3 separate regions of the Hordeum vulgare genome follow, and all the other regions are linked to region 1. Evidence: chromatin contacts called from public Hi-C data. All regions are on one chromosome and are shown on one strand. Each heading gives the region's core, a stretch centred on a gene start, on an enhancer-like site or on the middle of the called end of the contact. The rest is flanking DNA. Distances are from core to core; before and after follow the strand shown.

The links. Hi-C and Micro-C count contacts between places; a contact is called where the count stands out from the background.
Region 2: a contact with region 1 is called in a Hi-C map of leaf, with 2.7 times the contacts expected there. The contact joins the promoter of LOC123445114 here to the enhancer-like site in region 1. A contact is called at or near these places in 4 of 6 Hi-C or Micro-C datasets (leaf and an unstated tissue).
Region 3: a Hi-C map of leaf shows a contact between it and region 1, with 2.5 times the contacts expected there. The contact joins the promoter of LOC123445117 here to the enhancer-like site in region 1. A contact is called at or near these places in 3 of 6 Hi-C or Micro-C datasets (leaf and seedling).

The regions. Positions count from the first base shown.
Region 1 is chr3H:563,771,941-563,775,094 of MorexV3_pseudomolecules_assembly, forward strand. No RefSeq gene overlaps it. Among protein-coding and RNA genes, the nearest start is that of LOC123445115, 140 kb to the left of the region's middle. Within about 2 kb of position 1,726, at least 2 of the 3 cell types and tissues checked have open chromatin away from gene starts, as enhancers often do. A contact at or near this core is called in leaf, where this site is marked.
Region 2 is chr3H:563,569,096-563,572,249 of MorexV3_pseudomolecules_assembly, forward strand. LOC123445114 reads left to right here and starts at 1,591. Exons shown (of 13, transcript XM_045122049.1): 1 at 1,591-2,017; 2 at 2,144-2,223; 3 at 2,810-3,003. The coding sequence starts at 1,911.
Region 3 is chr3H:563,915,533-563,918,686 of MorexV3_pseudomolecules_assembly, forward strand. It overlaps LOC123445117 (probable methyltransferase PMT26), which reads left to right and starts at 1,699. Exons shown (of 9, transcript XM_045122051.1): 1 at 1,699-1,927; 2 at 2,426-3,154. The coding sequence starts at 2,539.

The DNA.
Region 1 (3,154 bases), core at 476-2,975:
TCATGGATTTTTTTAACAATACAAATTTTTGGATTGTTTTAAAATTTGCAAACATTTTTATAACTCATGATTTTTTTTCAAATTCATGGATTTATCAGAATTCAAATTCAGGACCAATTTTCAAAGTTGCAAACATTTTTTTTATAAAACTTGTGAACCTTTTTTCCAATTCATGATCTTCTTAAAAATTTAACTCATAAACAATTTGAAAATCTAAACTTTTTAATTTCGTTAATTCTATTAAAAATACTCCCTCCGTTCCTAAATATAAGTCTTTTAAGAGATTTGACTAGTGGTCTACATACGAAACAAAATGAATGAATCTATATTCATATACATCTGTATGTAGTTCACTAATGAAATCTCTAGAAAGACTTATATTTAGGTACGGAGGGAGTAGTATATAAACGATTGAAGGGCTGACTAGGAGCTCTATATGAGTGCGGGCGTCGCTCAGATCGCCAGCTCGTGGCGCCAACTAGGTTACCCGCACGATACTAACATACGCTTGGCCCAGCTCATGGCACAAACTAGCCTTGCCTCAAGCTAGCACATGGTGATTCTTCATGAATGTTCTTAAACTCGCAAATGGTGTCAGGATTATAACTTTTTATTTTGTTTTAAGTGGTGTCATTATAATCCCAAAATTCGCAAATATTCTTAGGTTGCCGGGATTATAATTTTTTGATTTGTTTTAAGTGGTGTCAGTTATAATCCCAAAATTCGCAAATTAGGTTGCGGGGATTATAAATTTTTGATTCGTTTTATGTGGTGTAAGTTCAAGTCAATTTGAACAAAATGTCCTGAACTAAGGAAACGTGAACATAAAGGAAAAAATCACAAATTTGGAAAAGAATGCTGATTCAAAAATATTCTCAAATTCACAAACTTTCATGAATAAAAAAACAGAAATGAAAGGAAAGCGGGAAAAACTTATATTATATATATTTGAAAAAGGATCATGAATTCAAAAAAAATCTTTAATTCATATATGTTTATGAATTCAGAAAAACTCATGAGTTACAAAAATAACGAATTAACAAATTCCAGAATTTTGAAATATGTTCATGAGATCCAAAAATGTTCCTGAAATAAAACACTGCTCAACATTTCAATAATATTGACGAATTCATTTTTTTACGGGATTTAAGAAATGTTCACAGATTCAGGAACTATGCACTAATTCAAAAATAAATATAAAGAATTCAGAAAATGTTAAAGGATTTGTAAATTGTTCGCACATTCAAAGATGTTTTAGAACTACAAAAAACTTCATGAAAATCTATGGATAGAGAATTCATTCATGGATTTGAAGAAATGTTCACAAATTCGTAAAAGATTCGTGATTAGAAAAACTATTTGTGAATTCGAAAAATTCTCTCGAAATTTCCTGAAATTGTGAACACATCTTGAATTTCTGAGCATTAAAAAAACTTGAACTGTTTTGTGATATTATCAACCATTTTAATTTTCAAGCATTTTTTGAGTTTGTTGTTCCTTTTTTAAAATTTGGAAAGAAAACAAGGAAGCATAGAAAAGAACAAATAGCAGAAAAATATAAGGAAAATAGAAAAGAAATTCAGGAACTTTGGAGAAGGTTCCCAAAACTGATTAGGATCCTTTCAGAAAGTTTTTATAATTGGCCGGCCTGCCTAGCCTACGCGAGTGAGTGATTGCTACCAGCGATATATGACGGGAGCTCCGAATCAGCGTTTCAGGCGCCCGTTAACCTGGACCGGACCACTAGCATCGTCGCGAGCTGTCTATCTTTTTGTGCTGTTTTTATTCTGTTGATACAGTAGAGAAAAATAGCCCAGATTTTCTATTTGTTACAATAATAGAAATATGAAATAACCAAATATTTACATATTTAAATAAAAAGGTTCATCCATTTCAAAAAAATCATATCTTTCAAAAAGGTTCATCTGTTTTAAAAAAGTTCATCAATTTAAAAAAACGTTCATTAAAATTTTAAAAAGTTCATCCAATTTGGATAAAGTTCATTAAATTTGTCAACAAGTCATTAAATTTGAAACTAGTTCATAGAAATACAAAAAAACTTGTATTTAAAAAAAATCATTGAACTGATACAAAAATTCATAAATATTAAAGAAGTTCATCAATTTTTAAAAAGTTCACCGGTATTCAAAACAATTCATAGAATTTCAAAGTTGATCGAATTTTAGAGTAAAGTTTATCAATTTTAAAAGATATTCATTAAATATTTATAAAAGATCATTAATATTTAAAAAACTTCATTGAATTTTTGGAGAAATGGTTGGTCACCCGGCATCTAGATGGAGAGGCCCATTTAAGAACGCTGCAGGCGTCAGTTAACAATATGCACGTTAACTGAGGCCTGCAGCGTCAAATAGGAAATGCCATATATGAGAGCCGCGTTGGAGTTAAAAGTTCAAAAGTTGCTAACGACCGTTTCTATTTAGCGTTTCAGGCACCTGTTAGTTGTGTTTTTGTAAAAGGACTCGTAAAGCACTTCCATGATGGCCAGCCCATCTCCTCATTCTTCTTCCTAATTTTTAGACGCAAGCAAGGCACCGTGGCAAGTGACTGAACCTGTAACCTCGGCTACGAGCTAAGCTACCCTAACCACTGCACCACATTGCCCGTTATGTTAACTTGTATCATATTACTTCCTTTCTTCATTCATCTTTCCTTTTCGTTTTCTCGTTCTTTAATTTTTAGTTTCTGATTTTTATTTTTTTAGTTTTTGTGGTCCGATGATTTTTGTAATAATTCCTGAACTTTTTCTTAAAATTGATGAATAAGGAGTAAAATTCAATGAACCTTTAAACTTTAATGAATTGATTTTTCAATTTGATTTTTTCAAATTCAATTATTTTTAAAAAATCAATGAACTGTTTTTCCAAAATAAACATATTTTTTAAAGTCCATAATCTTGAATAAACTTTATTTCAATTCCAATGAATTATTTTCAAAATCCACGAATGTTTTTCAAATATAATGAAATTCTTTGAAAGTCAATGAGTTTTTTTTCAAATTTAGAAATCAATGATTTTTTATTCGAATTCAATAATTTTTTTCAATGTTGTTAAACTCCTTTTCAAAATCGTTGAACCTGTCGCAAATTCGATGGACTTTTTTTTTCAAATTGATGAGCTGCGTTGAACTATTT
Region 2 (3,154 bases), core at 341-2,840, 200 kb before region 1:
CGCCGGACCATATCGACATCGGAGAGCGCGGGAGAGCATGGGAGAGGAGGGGGACGGGCTCGGATGGCGACGCAAAGAGGGCGGAGGTGGATGTGCTAGGGTTGGGGGACGTCGACCGGCTTAAAATAGCCGAATTTGGCCTCGGCGGCGAGTTGAAGCGACGCCACGCGACGTTCACACCGCGGCGATAGATGAGGCGTCCGTCAGACCGCTGGGTTTTCGAGCGAGTCCGCCTGGGACCCAATCATCAGGCCGACGTGGCGGGCATGCCGCATCCTATATTTGGATTGGATATGAGAGGTGCTAGTCAGCTCGAACGGTTTGAGGCGTCCGACTGCGTTAAAATTTCGTGACCGGCCAGTGACCTGACTGCCTGCCGAGTCGTTTTAAAACGGATATGAGGGGGTTCGATTATAGATGCTTTGATGCGACAAATTAGCTCAACCTGTTGTTCCAAAAGCAAAGTGGAAACTTGCAGAGGAACCGGGTTCTTCCCTGAGAAAAGCACAAAAGGCAGGGGAAAGAAAGGAGCCGAGTACGTGCAGCAGATTGGAGAAAAATTAGGGCATGGCCAACGCGCTGCCCCAATGTGGTGCTCCACGGGTCCAACTCAGTTCGGACTCTGCAACATAGGTTCGGGTGTTGCTTTGTAGGACCAGCGGTCTCTTGCAGAGGAGCTAGCCGCTCCATGAAAGAAGCAAGAGAAAAGAAAGGAAGAGACGAACAAAAGAGAAGAGAGAGTGGGTGGAGAGTGATGAAAGGAGAAGGAGATGAAAAGGAAATTATTGAGGTGGGGTCCATAGAAATGGATCCACCCACCGTTGGGTGATGAAAAATATACACCCTTCATAAACTAATGCCCCCTCCGTCCCAAAATAACTGTCTCAAACCTAGTATAACTTTGTACTAGAGCTAGTACAAAGTTGAGACACTTATTTTGGGACGGAGGGAGTATAAAAAATATTTAAATTACTATTTTAATTATCTAAACACTCTTATATTAGTGTACGGAAGGAGTACATGATAGCTTCATTACTTTATGCATACGTGGAGGTAATGAGGCATCACCAAGTGCTGCCCATTGTACATGCCCAGTGAGACAATGGATGCATTGGGTGGATGGAATTTTTAGCAACTGTTTCGTACGTGGATGATGGGGCAGCACTATGGTATAGCCTCCATTGTACATTCCAGTTTACCCGAAAGAAAAGAAACTTAAACAAAGGAATGGTCACCATGTAGTAGCATGTTTCAAAACCATGTAGTAGCATGTTTCTTTGTTGCGGGAGTACAGGGAGCCCCAGACGGATGGCGTCATGGGAATGGGGAGCAGAGAAGCGCGCCCAGGTTGCCCGATCGACGCTAGGCAGTTCCTGGTCCCGGTCCCAGGGCCTCGCGGAGCTCCGTTTCCCCATCGGGGCAGGCAGGTGATACGCAGTAACGCAGATCGGACCGCACGGAACGTGCTGGCGTCGCACTGCAGCGCCAAGTGCGCACACGCGGCCGTCGACGTCAGTCACGCGAAACGCGATCGACCGCGAAGCGACCCGCCACGCCACGCGGCGACCGGACAGGCGACACTTGGCTCTGCCTCTCCCTCTCCCTCGACCGGAAACGGCCATCCCCAAACCTGAACCCCGACGCTCCTCCGCCTCCCCACTCACCAGCCACCTCACCAGCGACCTCAACCCCGCGGCGTTCGATCGACTCCTCCTCCTCCCCCTCCCCTCTCGGGGCGCATTAACGCCTTCCTAATCAGTTCCCCTCTCGCATCCCCGCACCAATCCGCGCCCGCACCAATCCATTTCCGCCCCCCTCGAATCCCCAAACCCTACCCGCCGCCGCGCCGCCCCGCCCACCCACCGCCGCGGCCCGCCCGCCCGCCCGCCGCGCGGGGCCAGGGGGGAGGGATGGGGGAGGAGAAGATGGGCGGGTGGAGGAGGACGCTCGGCGACGTGGCCGAGTTCCAGTGCTTCGTCTGCAAGGACGCCGGCGACGTCCGCGTCTGCGACTTCAGGTCCGCCCCGCCCTCCCCCGTCTTTATCCCTCCTCTGTACCCTCGGTCGTCGCCGCGGTGGGTGCGCGCGGAATCATCGCTGTGAACTTCGCTGGATATTAATTGCCCTGTCATGCCGCGTTTCAGGAACTGCCTCAAGAGCTACCACCCGGGCTGCGTGGGGAAGCCGGACGACTTCATTGATTCCAGTGACCGATACGTTTGTGGTTAGCGCTTACGCTTAATGAGTCCTAGTTGGTTCACCACGCGTGGCTGCTGCACTGCGTTTGTGCACTTGTTATGCTGCGTGCTCATATACATTTGTGGTGACCGCTTATGCTGAATCATCCCTAGTTATTTCACCATGCATGACTGCTGTGGAACCGGCACTACATCGGGCACCTGTTATTCTGTTCTGCGTGCTCAAATTCAGTTACTCGTTCCTTGTTCACGGCGGAGAATCCTAGATCATATATCCTGCATATGTGTGAAATCCCTGTTGTTCATGCCCTTGTCCTTTTCTTCCATGAAAAGGAAAATGCTGTTTGATGCTTAACCTTTTAGAACGCATGCTTTATCATTGTTCCAGCATCATGCAGCATGATAGTGAACCGTGTTCCAGCGCTGCAATATCCCAACTAGAAACTCCGCATGCATAAACAGAACATGTTACAACAGAAGTTCATATTCTTGGTGTCCACTTTACAGTCTTGATTATTACCATATATATCTTGAATTTATCAAATGTTTCTTTTACTTCTGTCCTGTAAAATAATGGCATTGGTTCTTGCACCTAATTTTAACTATTTTCAGATTGGCACAAATGTGCTAAATGCAGAAGTGATGCACTCTATTTATGTTTGTGCTGTCCAAGTTCCTCCACTTGTGGAGTCTGCTTTGGAAAAGTTGATTTCGTCCCAGTGAAGCAGAGCAAGGAAATCAGCGTGGGGTTCTGCCGCAGCTGTTTTAATATGGCAGTAGCGACTGAGAAAGATGACCATGAAGAGGTAATATGCATGCCCCCAAGCTCATTTTTGAATTACAGTAACGAGCTTCCATCTCAAAGTGGCACTATGTTTAAATTTGCACGCCATGCTATTGCATTCGTCAATTTTGTCATCCCACCGGAATTTTTTTTAACAATCCTGTTGCTTACCG
Region 3 (3,154 bases), core at 449-2,948, 140 kb after region 1:
TTATATCAAAATTCGCTAGGTTCACACGAATTTTGTTCGTTTGGTTCGAATTGTTGTTAAAATGTATGCGGCTATGGTTAGATGGCATCCTCCCTCATCCGTGTCTACGCACTGATCCCCCTGTCCGTGGACGGATGCGGGAGGAAATTTGAGGGTTGTCGATGGACATGCCCTTACATGTTGCTTATTGTGATGAAATAATTTTTTTTTGAATGAAATGCTATTGAATGTTCCTATGGATTGTGGGTATGGGTTTCCGTGAGAATGAAAACCCACAAAACTCTCATTCCTCTCCCTCCCACGCATAGACGATTAGGGTCCCCTTGCCTCCCATCGCGGTGGCCGCCGATCGGCCTCGCTTCTGTTGCCTGCAGGCCATGGAAGCGGGGTGGATCTCGTCCCTCGTTGATGGGAGGGCTCCATTTTCCTGCTTTTAGGGTTAAGGTTTGGTGGGATAACACTCAAATGATGGCGGCGACATCTTGTTTAATATGGTCTTCCCGGCTTCAGCCTCATCTTGGCGGCGATGTCGAGAAGATTGTGGGAGTTGTGTGGTTCTTGAGGACTTCTTCTGGCTATGTGGATATCCTGATCATCAATGAGCTTCATAAACGATTCTTCCTCCTTCATCTCCGGAAAGATGTGGTCTTCTTACCCGTTCGACGACTTCCCGCCCGCATCCAACTACGTCAGGCCGACTCAAGAAGGAGCGGTAGTGCGGCACGCTGCCGACATGGTCTAGAGGTTGAAGACGAAGGGCATCTCAAGGATTTCATTATAGTTTTCATTTTTGTTGAGGTGCTTTGTACTGTCCGATGTTTCTTTTAATGCGAGGGTCCTATTCGCAAAAAAACTCGTGCGAGGACGAGGATGGATTTTTTTATCCTCGCGGATGGGGGCATGGACAGAGATATGCATGAAGAGACTGTCACGAGGACAATGATGAGAGTCTAATACATGCCTAGATAATCCCCATTGCCAACTTGACCGAGTATCGAATAAGGAAAACAACGATGGCGGAGCCTTCCATTCACATACTTTTCAAGATGGCATGGAGTCCATGCACGTGGGATGCCACCCTTCCATGAACAACGGCGACAGTCATTTGAGTACAAAGGGCAAAGGCAGAAGTGAAAGGGTCAAACTCCTCTATCGGGGAAAGACAGTAAGATCTTTTTAAAAAAAAATCACTTGTTTGAAACATCTAAAATGTAGAAATGGCTACAAGAAGCATTTTTGTCCAACATTGATGTTTTTTAATTGGTCGACAATATGTCGCTAGATTATGGTTCGCGGACATCTCATCTGTAATGGGATCAACATGATTTATTGGTATTATCAAATAATATAATTAATTTGAATGTGTGTGTGTCCTGGGTTATACATTTTGAAAGAAAAAATCAGAATATTTTGGAATAGATATATATATTTTTCTTCTTATTGAAATAGAGGCAAAAGACATATGAGAATGAGTTTATCTTTCATAGATTTTTTTTTAGTGTTGATTGATATAATCATGCTTTTTTTTAACACTTGATATAATCATGCTTCACTTACTCCGAGCGTGAGTAGACAAAAGTACACGTACTGGCTTGTCACAATAATGCGAGCCCGAGAGGGCAAATCTGCAAAAGATGGCAGCTCATGAGAATCCCACATTTTTAGTCAAGATTCTCGCACTAATTTAACCCGTGCGTACGGCCATCGCCACTGCCCCCATCCATCTCCTTCGCTCGCTCGCACTGTCACACACACGACACACTCCACTGCCTGCCCTCGCTCCTCCCCCTCCCCCTCCCGCACGCTAGCTGGAGGCCAGCCCTTTATAACCCGGCGAGGCCACGCTGCGGATCCAAGCACTCCTCGATCCCCTCGCCCCCTCCTCGAGATCCGCTCGGAGCCGCGCCCCAGCTCCCCGGCCGGCGAGGTACGAACCCACCGACCGACTCCGCATTGCCCGCCTCCCCCTCTTCCCGCCCGCCGGAGCGGATCTAGCTCGAGCTTGTCCGTCCGTCTGATTGGGTGGTGGTCTAGTGCACCGCTGTGCTATGGCGTCCGCTACTAGTTGTGTTAGATTGCGACCCAGCTCGGAGCCAGCTCTGCCCACAGATCCGATTGCGATTCGCGCAAGGGAATAGGGGGATTTGCCTGATTTTTTCCTTCATTAATGCACGCGCTTTGCATCCATGTTTGCATGCTTGCCGATAGAAGGGGATTTGCTTGCCTTTTTCATGGCTTTCCTCTTGGGAAGCGTCGCCTTGGTAGGGAACATGATACGGAAACGACACGCCTTTTTGGGAGTTATATCATTGAGTTTTGTAATGCTCTGCGGATCCGGTGCTTCCTTCTTTAGATCTGGTGGTTTGGTTGGTAGTATAAATTTCTAGTGCTCCGGGCTCTAACGATGTAGTTTAATTTGCTTTAGGTGCGCGCGGTGTGTGGCAGGAAGCAGCAAAGCTCTGCAACCTTTGGTGGATCGAGCTGATATAAACAGGCCGCGTGCAGCGGGGTGGTCCTGTACATGTGCTAGTGGGACTGATGGCATTCGGCCGAGGCGGGAAGATGGACGGCAGGCGGCCCTCGTCGCCGTCTTCGTCGTTGTGCACGACGACCACCGTCGTGGTGTTTGTGGCGCTCTGCGTGGTGGGCGCCTGGATGATGACGTCGTCCACCGTCTTCCCGGTAGAGCCGACTTCAAACAAGAGGTCGGAGCCACTAGAGGTATCAACATCCAATAAGAAGACGGAGGTCAAGGATCAACGCGCAGAAGTTGGCTTTGGTGAAACCGAGGAGACGGCGACATCCGGCAATGCTGGCTCGGAGAAATTCGAGGACACTGACAATAATGACAATGTTCCAGATGAGTCGCATAGTAACAGGGATGCTCCTGAGGAAGAGAAGTTCACTGAGAACACAATGGAGAAGCCTGTGGAGATGTCTGAAGAAAAGGAACCGCCAAAAGAAAAGGAGGACAGCAAGGATTCCTTTGATGATGCGAATGGAAAATCCGAAGGGCATAGTGCTAAGGAGGGTGGGGAGTCTGGCGATGAGGAGGAGAAGAGCGAGGAGAGGAAAGATAAGGAGACCAACACTGACAATGATGTTGAAAAATCTGATGGAGAGAAGAAGGAAGATCAAGAAGGAAAGTCTGAGG